3 separate regions of the Sus scrofa genome follow, and regions 1 and 2 are each linked to region 3. The links are chromatin contacts, called in public Hi-C maps. All regions are on one chromosome and are shown on one strand. The core of a region is the stretch at or near the end of the contact, and the rest is flanking DNA. Distances in the headings are between cores, read along the strand shown.

What was found. Hi-C and Micro-C count contacts between places; a contact is called where the count stands out from the background.
Region 1: a contact with region 3 is called in a Hi-C map of mesenteric adipose tissue, with 2.3 times the contacts expected there. The contact joins the promoter of NCL here to the enhancer-like site in region 3. A contact is called at or near these places in 4 of 47 Hi-C or Micro-C datasets (embryonic fibroblasts, liver, mesenteric adipose tissue and 1 more) and 1 of 2 datasets of contacts at active chromatin or transcription factors (alveolar macrophages).
Region 2: a Hi-C map of skeletal muscle shows a contact between it and region 3, with 3 times the contacts expected there. The contact joins the promoter of PTMA here to the enhancer-like site in region 3. A contact is called at or near these places in 4 of 5 promoter capture datasets (fetal liver, fetal skeletal muscle, liver and 1 more), 29 of 47 Hi-C or Micro-C datasets (adipose tissue, alveolar macrophages, blood and 14 more) and 2 of 2 datasets of contacts at active chromatin or transcription factors (alveolar macrophages and skeletal muscle).

What each region holds. Positions count from the first base shown.
Region 1 is chr15:132,172,833-132,175,730 of Sscrofa11.1, reverse strand. NCL (nucleolin) reads left to right here and starts at 1,517. Exons shown (of 14, transcript XM_021074959.1): 1 at 1,517-1,717. The coding sequence starts at 1,700.
Region 2 is chr15:132,355,205-132,358,419 of Sscrofa11.1, reverse strand. PTMA (prothymosin, alpha) reads right to left here and starts at 1,862. Exons shown (of 5, transcript NM_001160086.2): 1 at 1,776-1,862. The coding sequence starts at 1,820.
Region 3 is chr15:132,275,606-132,278,584 of Sscrofa11.1, reverse strand. No RefSeq gene overlaps it. Among named protein-coding and RNA genes, the nearest start is that of TEX44, 11 kb to the right of the region's middle. Within about 2 kb of position 1,439, at least 67 of the 83 cell types and tissues checked have an H3K27ac peak or open chromatin away from gene starts, as enhancers often do. A contact at or near this core is called in adipose tissue, alveolar macrophages, brain and 10 more, where this site is marked.

The sequences.
Region 1 (2,898 bases), core at 268-2,767, 100 kb after region 3:
CTGTGAGCTGTGGTGTAGGGCACTGATGCGGCTCTGACCCTGAGTTGCTCCAATTTGATCCCTAGACCTCGAACTTCCACATGCAAAGGTTGTGGCCCTAAAAAGACAACAAAAGAAAAACAACCACTGGGCTCTTACTGCATTTCGCCATGCTTTGGCTTATGCAGTTCTTTCTGTGCCCCCATCCGAGTTCAAAATCAGAAAACCTTTCTCACAGATCACGAGAAAGAAGGGTGCAGACCATAGAACTGGCCCCAGCCTCTTTGCTGATCAGAGAGCCCCAGTGGGTATCTGTGGGCTTCCTTTTCATTTAGTCTCAGGAGAGTTCTAGTAAGAATTGCAAAATAACTTGATTGCTCACAAGAATCCCCACAGGCCCTTGTTAAAATACAAAATCCTGGGCCCAATCCCAGACCTCTTTAATTAGAAACTCCAGAGGTGGTTCTGAACACTAGCTCAGTTGGGGAAATATCATCATAGCTGAAAGTATCCCAGTTTTGTTAACAGTTAGGTACCAGACGCCCAGGACGGAATCATCCTACCTGCACGGGCTCTAAACCAACGAGAGTGCTCTGGTTTTAAGTTTGACACTAAGTTTTGCCACAATGACCCATCTGAATAAATGGCAAAAGCACAACGCAAAGGCAATCTTCCGTGCCTTCGCCAGGGTACCTTCCTTTGACTGTTTTGTCAGACTCCTGGACCATCTGCTGACACTATCGTAGCAGCCACCATTTTTTAATAGGTGCTTTAGTCCAAATAACAAAGAAGAAACTTTTGAGTGGCTAAAGGCCCTGCTCTGCGGTTGGCTTGACCAACAACTTCTCCCCACCCTATCCCGGTGACCACTGAGGTGCTCCCTGTAGAGAAAACTATCTAGTGCAAGGTTTCTTGAAATTGAATACTGTTTTCTCGCTGCTTACAGCAAACTCCAGCGGCAGCTTCAGGCACGTGGTCTGGCTGGGAGTCCCTTTGGAGGCAGTCTCAAGCACACAGGGGCTTTCTAGCTCCTGGTTCGTTAGCGTGCGGGACGAAGGTGGGCCCTTAACGTGGGTGGACCCTAAATTTCCGGGGGGCTCATCAGCGGATAAAAGGAGCAAATTCTTATCGAAGAGTGCGGACCGGGGCCGCGCATGAGGCCTCCCAGGAAGCGCAAGACCTCTCTAGTAGAGAGGGTCCCAGACAAGTTCGGAAACCCGAGGCCATCCATATTCAACGCCCCGAGTTCGGGGAACAAGCGGCGCCAAAAATGTCCGTCCCACGGCGCAAGCGCCGAGAGCGCGGGCAGTGGATGGGCACTCCGGGAACCGCGCGCCCACGGTCCAATCAGCGCTGCCCTTGCACAAAGCGGGTCCCGCCCCCAGGGCGCCGCCACGAATCCCCTCCCCCTTCTCTGGCCTCCTTGGCCCGCCCACTCCCGCCCGCGCCCCGCCCCGCGCCGTTCTCGGGTAGAGGATCGCGATTGGCTTGTGGGAGGAGCGCGAACTCTGGTTGGTCGAAGCGGAGTCACGAGGTGCCGTCGTCGCCTTTCCAGAGGCGATTACTGGGCAGGCTCAGTCTTTCGTCTCAGTCTCGAGCTCTAGCTGGCAGCTAAGCGTACGCGCTCTGGGATCTTCAGTTCTAGTGGCCGCCATCGAGGTTGCTTGGGTTCCTCTGGGCTCACCTGCGCCACTCGCCAGCTACACACTCCGCCGCCATCATGGTAAAGCTCGCAAAGGTAAGAGGTTTTGTCGGTGCGAGCACGGACATTGAGGCCTGTTTTCCGAGGAGAGCGCGCGCGCGCGGCGCCGCCAGGAGGGCCTGCGCGCCGTCCCGGGCGCGTTCGAGGGCGCCATGCTGCGGGAAGTCTCGCGCGATTAGCTGGGAGGTCTCGCGGCTCTTGGCTGCTTGATGGCGAGGTGAAGAGCTTCAGCAGGTGTCGCGAATGGTGGATATGGCGGGGTGGGACTTAGGGGTTGAGAACGGGGAGGGGGCTCTGGGCCTCGGAGTGAACGGATGAGGGCAAACTCCTGCGACGGGCCGGAGCAGCGCCCCGCCTCCGGACGCACGTGTCCCCATGCGCGGCCCGCCACGTGGGCCTCGCCGCTTGGGTCCCGGTGCCTGCGGAGGGGACTGGACCCTCGGGCGGGGAGCGGCGGCCCATGGGGTCTTGGCTCAGACCGGGCGGGCGGACTCTAGGTGGTCTCCAGGAAGGAGGCCCTGCCGCGTGCTTTTTGCGCCAACCTGTGCGCCCATGGTGGCCTGCAAGTTACTCCACGTGGTCCTGCGGGGGCTGAAAGGGGCGGGGTTGATACCTCGGGGAAAGACTTAGTGGAAGATTAAAGGTTAAGATGTGAATTGTTTAAATTTTTTTTTTTTTTTTACTTTTTTGCCGCATCGGTAGCATACAGAACTTTCCTGGGCCAGGGATTGAACCCGCACCACAGCAGTGACTTGAGCCACAGCAGTGACAATGCCAGATCCTTGACCCGCTGAGCCACCCGGAAACTCTGTGCAAATTCTTTTTTAAAGGCTGCCTTAATTTAAATCCAGATGAGGGGGGTGGAATTAAGTGCCACACTTTAACCCCAAGGATTTTTTTTTTTTTAAGGTATTTTCTCCTGGCTGAAGGGCTATTCATACTTGCGGTTACAGAGGTCTGATTGTAGGCTATATGAAAAATTTTTTGGCCGTTATTCAAGGATCTGGGGGTATAGTTATAAAACGGGTGCGCTTAGGGAAGGCAGCAGGGAGAGGGAGAGTGTTTCCTTGACTTTTTACCTAAGGTTGGTATTTGTAGAACCTGACAGGAAATATGCGGGGAGTTTAGAATTTGTCTACTAATATTAACATTGATATCAAGAATAGTTTTTGTGTTAATTGTATTTAAGTATGAAAAGGGGGTTTTAAGCAAGATGA
Region 2 (3,215 bases), core at 613-3,112, 79 kb before region 3:
GGTTCTCCCCGAACGACCCACGAAGGACCCCGGCGCCGCCCGCTCCCGCCCCCTGGCGGCCGAAGCCCCGGGGAGCTGTGGGGGCGGGGAGGTCGCGGCGCGCAGGCGCGCACCCCCGCCCGGCGCGCTTTGCGCGGGCCTCGGCACGCACCGCGCGCGCGGAGCACGTGGCCCCGGGCCGCCGAGTGCGCCCCTGACCCTGGAGACCTGGAGCCCGCGGACCGCACTGGCTCCGCCGATCGCGTGCGAGTTACTCGCCAGTCTTCCCGGGCCTCTGGACGCACCCCCAAGCAGGCCTAGATGCGCGGGCCTACGTTCCTGCATTTGGCGGGCAAAGTCCCGCGGGAGGCCGCCCCGAAGTCCGCGGGGCTCTTGTGAGTCCCGTAGCCCGTGGCTGGCGGAGACGCGCTCTACGGGGCTATTTACTGCTCCTAGCGGGAAATCACCTAGAAGGAAAGCGAACGCCCGCGCTGGGGAGGACCGACCCTCCCCTTCAAACTAGTTCCCAGGCTGGGCCCAGAGGGTGCTAAAGGGAGCCCCCTGCCGAGATCCGGACCCCAAGCTCCGCTCCTCCGGAGGAGTCGCCCCTGGGGAAAGACCAGAGGTGACGCCAGGGGCACAGGGGTTAAGGAGACGCCAAGGTGACTTGCGTCGGCACCCGCAGGGGCACGAGAGGAGTGCGCACAAGGGCCGAAGGGTAAAAAAGCGGTCCCGCCTCAAAGTGCCGTGCTCCCGCCGAGGGCGGAGACACTCCCCAGGGGAGACAGCGGGACCGACGCGGCGCGCAGGAGCGGAGCTGCGCCAAACGCGCAGGACCTCACAACCGAGGGCAATGATTCCGCAGCACCGGGGCCCAATAACTCCTGGACCCCGCAAAGAGCCAGCCGCGGCCGCAGCTTTTGTTCACCGGCTTAGCCCCCGAAGCCGCCGCACATACGGTGCCCCCCGGCAGCCGCGGGGGGCGCCCATCATCGCCCCGGCGTGCCGCTCCTTCACTTTCCGTTTCCTCCCCTCCGGCGCGTGGGCTCGCCGCCTCCTCAGCCCAGCCCCGCACCGCTGGTGAATTATTGAAACTGGGCGGCTGCTCCCGGCACACTCCCCTACCAAGACGCCCACCCCCGCCTCCCTAAGGGCACCCAGGGCGGAGAAGACCTTCACACCTCCGCGGAGACAACCGACGTCGCGGCCCGCCGGCCCACACCGCCTTATCACAGATTAGACCAGATAAACCTCCTCGGACCCACTACTAGGCGCGAAACAGGGCGGCCCGGAGCCGAACAAAGAGCAGCGCCGCCGGCGGGCTCTCGCCGCGGAGCCGCCACTTCCCGCAGCCGGCCCGCGCCGGCACACGCGCCCCCCCCCACTTCCGATTCCAAACGCGCTCGAGTTTCAAAGTTATTTCCGTGCGCCCCGCGGGCCGACGACCCTCAGCCGGGCCCCTAACCTCTCGCCGCCACTCAGACGAGTCACAAACAAGTTTCGGGAGCCCTGCAACAGCCTCCCCTAGAGCCTCTCAGCCGCCGCGCCCGCCCCCCCGGGTCCCTGAGGACCCCGGGCCCACTCCCCGACGGGCATCACGCTTGCCCGCGGCGCTTCCCACCCCCTCCCCCGCACACACAAAGAGTGGGCTGCCAAAGGGCCTAGGACGGGGGCGCGCGGGTTACCCGCAGAAAAGAGCAACAGCGGGGTCGGGGCACCCAGCTGCCGCGCGCCAAACACTATTCCGGCGGTGGCGACGCGCGGACCCCGAAGGGGCGGGCGGCGTCTAAACTCACCTTGGTGGTGATCTCGGAGCTGGTGTCCACGGCCGCGTCTGACATGATGGGGCACGCCGGTGATCCGATGCAGCGGATAAAAAAGGAAGCGGGAGTCCAAGGACTCTGGCGACAAAGCTGCCGGAGTCCGCGGCGGCAGAAGAGGCGCGCGGCGGAGGCGGCTGCGGCGAGCGGAGAGCCGGGCACGGGAACAATGCAAAGATGGCTTTTCAGACCAGCCAGTGGGGAACTCACGCGGCGCCAGAACCTTTAATATAGATTAGTGGGCGGCGCTCGGCCTCCCTTGCCCAAATACTATTGGCTGAGAGCAGGGAGCGGGCGCTCGCTCATTGGCTCGATTCCGAACAATGGGCAAGCGTGCTTAAAGCGGCAGTGCCTTGGTGCGTCCCGCGCTGCGCAGTCGCCCGCCGCACTGTCATTCAGGGTCTGAGTTTGCCGGGTCTCAGCCGCACCATTGCGGTGGGGGAGGGGCGCGAGCTCGCGCTCCGGGTGCGCGCTCCCGTGGCTGTTTTGCTGGGGCTGCTGACGCAGAAAGCTGAAGCGCGGCAAAGCTGCCCGCCCAGCCCCCCGTCCTCACCCCTCCCCGCGGCTGATCGGAACGAGGGGGAGGGAAGAGGAGGCGGCGGCCGGCGCATACGACGGCTGCCAGCGAGGGGGAGGGGAAGACCGGGTGCTGGGCTGTGCTCTCCCCGGGCGGTGCCCTGCAGGGTGCCTGTGGAGATGCCCGCCGCCCGCCCCGTGCCTTGGCACATTTCACCAAGAATTGTCCCTGCGCGGGTCCGCGAACCCCACGACGAGAGATGAGGGCGTGAGGCTGGGACCCGCGCACCTGGGCCACCCCGCCCTCTACCACGTCTACTCCCTCTGCCCTGGGCGCCCTGAGTCTTTGGGGAGGGAGGAACCCCGTTGCCCACCACCAACCCCGGCATCCATCACCTAAGCCAGCCGACGAGCGGGCTCTGTGCCAAGCACGCACACTCGGGGATTCGTGCTTCGAGGGGATTCGAGGGCCAGTTTGGGCTCTGCCCTCGAGCAGCACAGCCCGCGGGCCTCGCATCACACCTCGGGCCCCGCACTTTAGGATTCTGGTTTGCGCCAGCTCCGGGCGGTCATTGCCGTCGCGACAGCCTCTAGGATCCTTCCAGGGCCCGGCCTTCGAGTCTGTCCCTCTCCCACCCTACTTAAGGCTCTGCGGAGGGCATGTGAACTGCAGGCACGTGAACTTATTCATTGCTGGGGCGGGGGGCGCTATTGAGGGTAACAAATCTTCGCTTAGTCCCGCTGCTCTAGTCCTTGGGGGCTCCTTGAAGTTTGGGGCGCCATTTAGGGAACCACGCGGAGCCCCGAGATGGGAACCATCAAGACGCCACACTCAAAATGGCGTTGGGCTCGGCAAGCGTGGCGTGACGTGGCGACCTAACCCACGCAGACGACCCGCAA
Region 3 (2,979 bases), core at 190-2,689:
CTCTCTGAGAGAGGCCAGATGCCGCCTGCCATCCAAGCTGTCAGACTGTTGATAAGAGACATGAAGATTTGCCCGGAGGGGGCAGATGCCTGGCTTGGGTGGGACAGGCAGGGCGCCCTGGCTCCTTCGCCAACAGCTGCTCTGGATGCTCAGCTTGTTCTCTGTGGCCTGGGTTCAGATACCGTGTCTCTGAGTCCAGCCTGGCCTGGAGACAGGCTGTCAGAGGCTTGGGTGTTACCCTGTTGTGACAGGTACCATTAGGAGGGAGGAGCCTGAGAGGCCTGGATAGACTGTGTCACTTAAGTCCTGAGACCTAGTTACACGGCTGAGTCCCGAGGGTCCCCCAGGCTGGCCTGGGCCAGGTCTTGGGCCCAAATTTAGGTCACTGCCTTCTCACCCGTCACGTTCTCTCTGCTCCCGCAGTGTCTTGTCCCTCACCTCCTTCCTCTCCGGCTCGGAACCTCAGCCTCCCTCCTCTGTGACTGGTGCCACCTGCCTCAGTTTACACATGTACTTGTCACTTTCACTCTCGCAGTTTACTCTCAGTGGGCAGGACGAGGGTCTGTTCCCTAGCTTTTCCCTTGTCCTGCGCTCATTTTTCTTTTTCTTTTTTTCCCCCATACTCATGCCATGTGGAAGTTCCCCAGCCAGGGATTGAACCCACACCACAGCAGTGACCCCAGCCGCTGCAGTGCCAAAAGCCAGATCCTTAACCTACTGTGCCACAGGGGAACTCCCGCAGTCATTTTTGAACAAGGGGCCTCTCATTTTATTTTTGTACTGTGACCCCCACATTATGGAACCTGACCTGCTGATCTGCTCTCACCAGGCCAGGAGGACAGGTTCCAAGGCGCTGGAGATCCCAACCTGACAAGGGGTTCCGAGTGCCAGAGGCATCTCATGTACTCTGGAAGGGGAGTGAATGTCCACGGGCCCACAGGAAGGCCATGCTGAGCGCCTACTGTGTGCCAGTGAGGGTGACAGTGCGGGGCCAGACTGCTACAAACAGAAGCGCTTTTCTTCAGGGAGTTTACCCAGGAGAGCGTTTATAAGTCAGACAAAGCCTGGCGTCCAGGGGCCTCCTGGGCAGGAGTGGGGAGAAAACCCGGGCAGCGGGGAGCCAAGTTGGGGAGCCCTGCTTTGGGCGCAGACCCCGCCCTGCCTGGGTCGCCGGCCTCCGAGAGCTGAAAGGGCCTCTGTGCTCCGTCCCCCGCCTGCCCGCCGGCCAGGAGCGCATTTCCTCAGCTGCGCCAGACCCCGGGGGCTCCGCAGACCCTCTGGGGACAGACACAAATAGTTCCCGGCCCTGCTGCCCCGGCCAGTTACCTTGGGAACCAAACTCAATCGCCTGACGTCATCGGGCCGTTGCATAGCAACCGGCAGAAACTCTCCCTCCAGCCTCCAGCTCTCCCCGCCTCCGCGGAGAGGTCGCCGTCGCCATGGAGACAGCGGGGCTGGGCAGGGTGGAGGATGCCCCCGACCCGCCGGCGCTGTTCTCGCCGCCCCTTGCCTGCTGGGCGGCGCCCTCCGCTGTGATCCGGGGCTGCTCCTTTCCGCGGCGGAAGGGAACCAGTCCCAGCGGAGGAAAGGTCGCCGCCTGGCTTCGGGCCGCCCGGCGAGGGCCCGGTGGTGGCCTAAGTGCGCTGCACAGCCCTTGGGATTTCTCTCCCAGAGAGAGGCCCTTGTTCCCATCTGACGGCCCCCTTTTGGATTCCAGTCTCATTGCTCACCAGGCCTCAACCTGGGCTCCTGCTCTGGTAACAAGGAGCAGGTGGCGGCACCGTCCCAGGCCCCTCCCCTGCAGTCGCCCAGGACATCTCAGTCGCGCTTGGCCACCTGCCTTGCGGGAGGAGACACGAGGCCCTGCTCGCACACTCTGCTCCGGTTCCTGGTCCCCTCCTCCACTCCTGTGCCTGCCCCTGGCGTCTGTGCTATGATGATGCGATCCGTGTTTACTGGGCCCTGCCTGGGTGCGGTTCGGCCAGGCCACCCCTGGGTGGGAGGAAGGGGGAGGGAGGTGCCTAGCTGACCATTTCCCATAGTTTCTGGCGTGGGTGTTGTTCTGAGGCTCCTCCATCTCCCCGCCCATTTCTGCTTCACACCATAGCAGATCATAAATTGCTGAATCCCAAAGCCCAGTCTGGGAGATAAGGCCCAGAACCCCTCAGGGGCCAGCAACAATCTGCCGCTATGTCCTGCCCCCCTCTGCCCCAACTTACCCATCTTAGACCAGGGGTAACCCCGGTGGTACTCTTCCAGGTAGAGGCCAGTGGCTACAGTTCCGATTAGACCCCTAGCCTGGGAACCTCCATATGCCACGGGTGCGGCCCTAGAAAAGACAAAAAAAAAAAAAAAACCCAAAAAACCCCAAAAATCCCCCACTGTATTTTGACAAGCAGTAATAAAATACATGTGATCAGAAACAAAACATGTGTTTTAGGTGATATTTAATATTCAGACGTCTAGGAGTTCCCCGGTGGTCTAGTGGTTAAGGATCTGGCATTGTCACTACTGTGGCTTGGTTTCAGTCCCTGGCCCAGAAACTTCCACATGCCACAAGAGTGGCAAAAAAAAAAAAAAAAAAAAAAAAAAAAAAAAAAAATCAGAGATTCAAAGGAATAATTTTCAAAGCATGGAGTTGGAGAGAAAACACTTCAGAACGCCTCAGATCTTTCCAAAGTACATGGTCTGATTGTGGGCAGTACGTTCGCAGACACGCCCACACACGTGTGATGATGGGCACTTCCCAGGCTTGGAGCCTAGGTCTGGGCTCTGTGAGACCTTGTGCAACCATCTGGCCTCATCTGGAGTCTGGCCTGATTTTGTGGGAAAAGCAGCTTTTAGCTGCTGGGGAGCCTCCAGATGCAGTGGGGAGGGAGTTCAGGGCTCCCAAGGGAGCCAGGATACTATCAACAGATTGTTCGGCTCCCTCCTTCTCTTCTCTGGGAAGGGTGTGGTTCTGGGTGCTGAGAGCTGCCT